Linked DNA regions of Mus musculus: region 1 is linked to region 2. Evidence: chromatin contacts called from public HiChIP or PLAC-seq data. All regions are on one chromosome and are shown on one strand. The core of a region is the stretch at or near the end of the contact, and the rest is flanking DNA. Distances in the headings are between cores, read along the strand shown.

What was found. HiChIP or PLAC-seq counts read pairs in DNA pulled down with a chosen protein or histone mark.
Region 1: an H3K27ac HiChIP or PLAC-seq map of vascular smooth muscle cells shows a contact between it and region 2, with 13 times the contacts expected there. The contact joins the promoter of Rarg here to the promoter of Fkbp11 in region 2. A contact is called at or near these places in 19 of 484 Hi-C or Micro-C datasets (the C2C12 cell line, brown adipocytes, embryonic stem cells and 6 more), 6 of 115 datasets of contacts at active chromatin or transcription factors (astrocytes, embryonic stem cells and vascular smooth muscle cells) and 1 of 9 other capture datasets (embryonic stem cells).

Annotation. Positions count from the first base shown.
Region 1 is chr15:102,256,238-102,258,965 of GRCm38.p6, forward strand. It overlaps Rarg (retinoic acid receptor, gamma), which reads right to left and starts at 1,285. Exons shown (of 10, transcript NM_011244.4): 1 at 1,003-1,285; 2 at 233-302.
Region 2 is chr15:98,726,767-98,729,466 of GRCm38.p6, forward strand. It overlaps Fkbp11 (FK506 binding protein 11), which reads right to left and starts at 1,432. Exons shown (of 6, transcript NM_024169.4): 1 at 1,191-1,432; 2 at 917-982; 3 at 445-532; 4 at 134-167. The coding sequence starts at 1,319.

The sequences.
Region 1 (2,728 bases), core at 35-2,534, 3.5 Mb after region 2:
ACCCCCTCTAAGTATCCTTACTGACAATGGCTGTGGTCCTCAAACCCTAACTCAGTACCCGAAGAATAACCATAAGGGCAGAAGCCTCAAATTTGAGGAGTAGGATCCCAACTGCCCCGGGTTTAAGCCCTACAAGAGGGAATTATTTGAGCATTTTGTCCTTGAGTTCCCTCCCCGAGACAGACATCCCTGCTGCCCCATCCCCATGACCACCAACTAAGCATATTCTTACCCTCTGGCCTCTGCAGAGAGTCCCTCCTACATACTGGGCCAGGCTGAGGTGAGGGACCTGGTGGAAACTGCTGGAAAGGAAAGAGGCGCTGTCAGTGGCACTCCAGGACAGGGGCTCTCCTGAACCTGTCCGGGCGTTATAACTCTAGCTTTGTTCCACTGGGGCCTCCCCTTGAGAATATTCTAAAAGAGCTCCCCTTCATTGGCTCACTTGTGCAGTAAGGGATAGATCAGAGAGAATCCAGGTTCTGCAGTCCAAACTCCACAGACCACTTTACCCACCTAGACACTTGCTAGAGCTTTCCTAGTCCCCATACAGAGCCCTGCCAATCCACTGGAGAAAGGGTACTTGGACCATCAGATCCACCCTTCAGTATGCCCCCGCCCCACTCCGGTGGAAGAATGCCATCCTTTCCCAGAGGAGGAAAACCCGTCTTCTCTGACATTCCGAGTACAGGAACATTGGTTCGCTTGCCCAAGACTTTCCTAAATGCTCTCCTTCAATACTCACCAAAATCAAGGGCAGACAACCCGGCCCATCCTCAGTCTGTCTAAAAAAAAATCTCCCCTTTCTCTTCCCGGGTCACGACTGACCCCAACTTGGGGCAGGAAGCCTCCGCATAAGCTCGGCTAACAGCTTGGCCACCCCCGGAGGGAAAGGACCCCAAGGCTCCCGACGCCCCCGCCCCTGGCTCATTTCAGCAGAGGAGCCCCGGCGTCCGCGGCCGGAGGGCGGCCAGGCGGGCGAGCCGGCTTCCCCGCCTGACTCACCTGGAGGGGAGGGCGGGGGAAGGAAGGCCGCAGAGCCCCGAGGTCCCGGCGTCGGGCGGTCTCGGGGATGGAGCACCGCGGTGTTAGTGACTCGCGGTAATGGGGGGCTTCAGGGGGGCACGGCTCTAGGCTGGGACAATCCCGGGGCCTCTCGGAGCCCGCCCGCCCACGTGACCGCCCCAAAATATCCGACACATTTTCTCCCAAACCGCACACTGACTCCGCAGGCGGGGACACGGAAAATATTTTCTTTCTTTTTCTCCCTCCCTACCCCCCCCACCTCCCTCCCTGCCTGGCTCCCTCCTCCTCCTCCCGCCCTCGCTCCTCCCTCCCCTGCCGCCTGCCCCTGCCCGGCTCCCTCCTCGGTGCCCTGGGGCTGGGGGGGGTGGTGGCTGGGGGGGGGGAGGACTGGGCGGGGCGGCCCAGGACGCCTGGGTCTCTGCCCCTCCCATTTGCTAGGCTTCCGTGGCTCCATCCCCGGGAGGCCGGGCAGAGCTGGCAGAGGTCAGTGTCCTGGGCTCCATGATGCCAACCCTTTCTCTCTGGCGCTATCCCCCTTCCAGCCATTTGGGGAGACTGAGTTGTCTTTAGCCACGCTGTATTCTGCCAGGCCGGTCTCTGGTACCTCCCAGGGTAGGCAGTGAGAGACTTGGACACTGCCAAGACGTGGAGTGATGGGGCAGGAGTATACCAGAGGAGAAGGCACTGTCCCCTTTTCTTAGTTAACCTCCACCTGCAGGTCAAAGCAGTATCCCTTCCTCTGGCCTTCTCTGTCCTATGGCCTAGGAGCAAACTGGTTTAACTAGTGGGGGTTACGATGAAGGTGCTACGAATTGGGTTCACAGGCTTCCTCCCTCTCATTCTGCCTGAAGTTGACTCCAGGAGTTAAAGCGCGTGGGTCTCTCGCTGCCAATATCGTCCCCACCTTTAGACTTGGATTTAGAGGGGGAGAGGCTGGCTGGGAGGAGGGCTGAAAGAACTTTAGGGAGGAGGGGGGATGGGAGGAGCCTTGCGCTGGGTGTGAGGGAGAAAGCCCAGGCGAGGGTGTGTGTCTGGCTCAGCCAGCGAGGCCTGCCTGGCTGCCTGGTAGATGCGCCACGAATGTTGTTGACGCTGGGTCTCTAGAAGCCCAAAGTCTGTGTCTAATAGGGATATTCTCTGTCTCCAAACAAACCGAGGCTGAAAGGCTCTCGAACCTAGAGAGGGAAGCCAATAGTTTGACTTTATACCACAGAGCACAGAGCCAGAGAAAAGTGAAGTCCTATGCACTCTCACAGGGATGGTCACGACTCCAGAAGAGGAGAAAGCTCATTGGACGGGCTGGGCCAGGCACTAGCCCAAAGGACCATCCTCAGCAACGCTCCCAGAGTGGCCAGCACCTGGGGAATGGGCCCCTGAATCACATCACATTTTCCACTTTGGAATTACTCAGCTCTGGTCTTGCTGTCACCCTAGGGGCCAGGCATCCCCCTCCTGGGAAAGGCTTTTCTGGGTAGCCATTATCAGCTAAAGGAGAAGGGGAAAGAGAGGCTTGCTGTGGCAATCCCAAGAGACCAGAGACGTTGTGGGGGAGGAAGGGGGGGAGCACAGACGAAACTCTGCCTTTCGCTCCAGGGCTGGGAATAGGTACTCCAGGGTCCCGTCCCCAGGTGGCCTGACTGCTGTTGACTTTGCCGGTTACCCTGGGAGCAGCTCTTAGCAGTGTGGGAGGGGTGTGTGTCCGGGA
Region 2 (2,700 bases), core at 182-2,681:
CATTAACCTGCACCTCTCCAGTATGAAGTCAGGGGCCCTTTACTCTACAACGTCCTGCCACTGGAGAAGGGATGACAGAGAAACCTTCTACCCGGAAAAAGGAGCAGTCAGGCCCCGGCCTTCAGATACTCACCCCACACACATGTCCAAAAGGCTCTGCTCCAGACCTTGAGGAAGAAGGCAAAACTGAACTAGAAGCTACATATCTTCCCCACAGTACCCAAGAGGAAAATCAAAGGCTCCCCGTCATCAAATGAGCTTAGCTCCACTTCTCAGACTCTCTGCCGCAGTGATGTGTGGGGCAAGAAGAGTGTTAGAAGTGGAGTCTGAGGTAGCGGGAGAGCCTTGGGATCCTTTTCATTCTAGCGGCTGTTCCAGAGCAATACAGCCGGCAAGCAAGCAAGGGCTTAGGCTAGGGAGAGGTCAGAGGCACGGGGCACATACCTGGAATCACCTGCTTTTGGCCGAGTTCTATGACCAGAGGATCTCTGGTCAGAGAAGTGTCAATAATGCGTCCATCTACCAAACTGCCCTGAAGACAAAAAAAAATGGTGGGTCTAAACCCACCATTCTTCCCACAATTTGGGACCACCCGGAAGGAAGCAACCCCTTTAACAAACTTGTGTCCTGTCCCCATCTCCTTCCACCCACCACCACCATGGGCAAGAAGGAACAGGAAGCCCCACGGGGCTGGCGCTTCTTGGAGCTCTCTCTATCCTTCTTTTCTCAGCGCTGGAGAGGAATCGGCAGAAAACAAGGAAGAAAGAGAAGCAGGCGAGAGGACGCCCCCACGTGCGGGCTGATCCTAGGACTCAAGTTCTCTAGGATAGCTTGCCACGTGTCCAAGCCAAAGCTGACGTGTTTCAGCCGGGCGCCGCCCCTCCCAGGCCACGCCCCGGACCCCCAAGCCCCTCACCGTGTAGTGTATGTGGAGCGTGTCTCCAATGGCAGCAGATTCCGTGCACGATTCAGGGGGCTGCACCTACGATCAGACTACAAGGGTCAAGGCTGCTCCTCCTAAGCTCCTCTGGAGACCCAGCACCTTTTCCCCCAACTCAGTTCCTTCGCTTCTTTCCTCTTCACTCTCACAGGACCATTTAGAGTCCCAGGCTTCCCCGCGATCCCTGGCCGTAAAGGGGAACGGCGGGACATGGGGTGGGGGGAGGGGAGTGGCACCACAGTCTCCTCACCAGGGTCTCCACTTGGAGGGTCCGGACAGGACTTTCGGTTTCTGGCCCAGCCTCAGCCCGGCACACCGCCCCACTGAACAGTAGCAGCAGTAACAGCTGGAGTGGTAGGAGCAAAGGGCTCAGGGTCATGATTGGACCGGGTCAGAGCACCAGGATACCAGGGCAGGCTGTTCGGGTGCACGCGACCAGGACGGGTTCCCTCACTCCAGGCCAGACTGGTATGGGCGGGTTTTCAAGGCGCTAGCTCCTCCTCCTCCTCCTCTTGCAGCCCTCCCTCCACTTTGTCCCCACCTCCTAGAGGGGAAGAGACTGCAGAATTCCCTAACCTGTGATGGAGGTCGCGGATGGTGACCCATCTAACAGTCTTTCTGACCCATGACGACGGCTGGATCATGTAATAGCACATATTTGCCATTACCAACTGTAAAGAGGGGCGTTCGTTTGTCTCTAACCTGCGAATGGCCAGGAAAGGGAGGCACACACTTGTCCCCATTTCATAGCTAGGGCACTTGCCCAAGGTTAACATGGCAACTGGTGACAGTACTCAAGCACAGGGCTAGCATTTGTGCTCTGCTCGGTCTTCTAAGATCTGTCCCTTTCCACTAAGCCCAGAGGCAGGTGTCCAAGTCGGCTGACCCTTCACACTCCTGTTCATTCTGCTCTCGGGTATGTCCAGAAAGAGCTGGCGGCTTCTCCAGCCTCCTGTCTTGGGAAGCATTACGGGGCATCTTCCTGTAAAAAGTGATCCATCACAGATCTTCTCCTACCAGCAATGGCGTTTCCTTCCTGTTTTCCACAAATCCTTTTCACAACAGCAGCACGGACACCAGTCTTGTGTTTATGCAAGGACTTCAGTTTTTAAAGGGGGCTCAAGTAATTTTAGGCAGCCTTACCAGTTTCGAATTTCATGGTCTGAACACTCACTGACAACCTAAGCTGTGGTACCCAGCTCCTGGTCACTCACTCAAAGGCTGTCTGGCATGGTGTCCTTCCATACCATATTTATTCTCAGGCTGTTTCTTGGTTCGTTGTCTTCTTTAGCATTGATACCGGTTGTAAACACAATTCCACCTGTGTGTCTGGCCAGCAGCTCAGACTACACACACACACACCCAACACACACTTCCTCTTATTTGGAAGAACCTGACCTCCCTGACCTGGCTGTCTTGGTGGTTCTCCTGTACCGACATTCTGAGATTTCTTCCATCTCTAATACCCAACCAGTTTCCTTTGGGATTTCCTCTTCCAGCCCCATTAGCGAGTGCCTCCATATATAATGCTATCATTCTAATTAAGCTCTCATGTTCTCTGGGGGTGGCTTTGTGGTATTGGGGATCCAGTCCAGGCAGGGCTCTGCTCATACCTGGCAAGCGCCTTAGTTAACACCCCTAACCCAGGAATTATTTTTTAAATGCTCATTGTCAGAGGCTGGATAGATGGCTCAGTGCTTAAGAGAGTTTGCTGCTCTTCCAAAGACCAATTCCCTGCACACACATCAGATGGCTCAAAA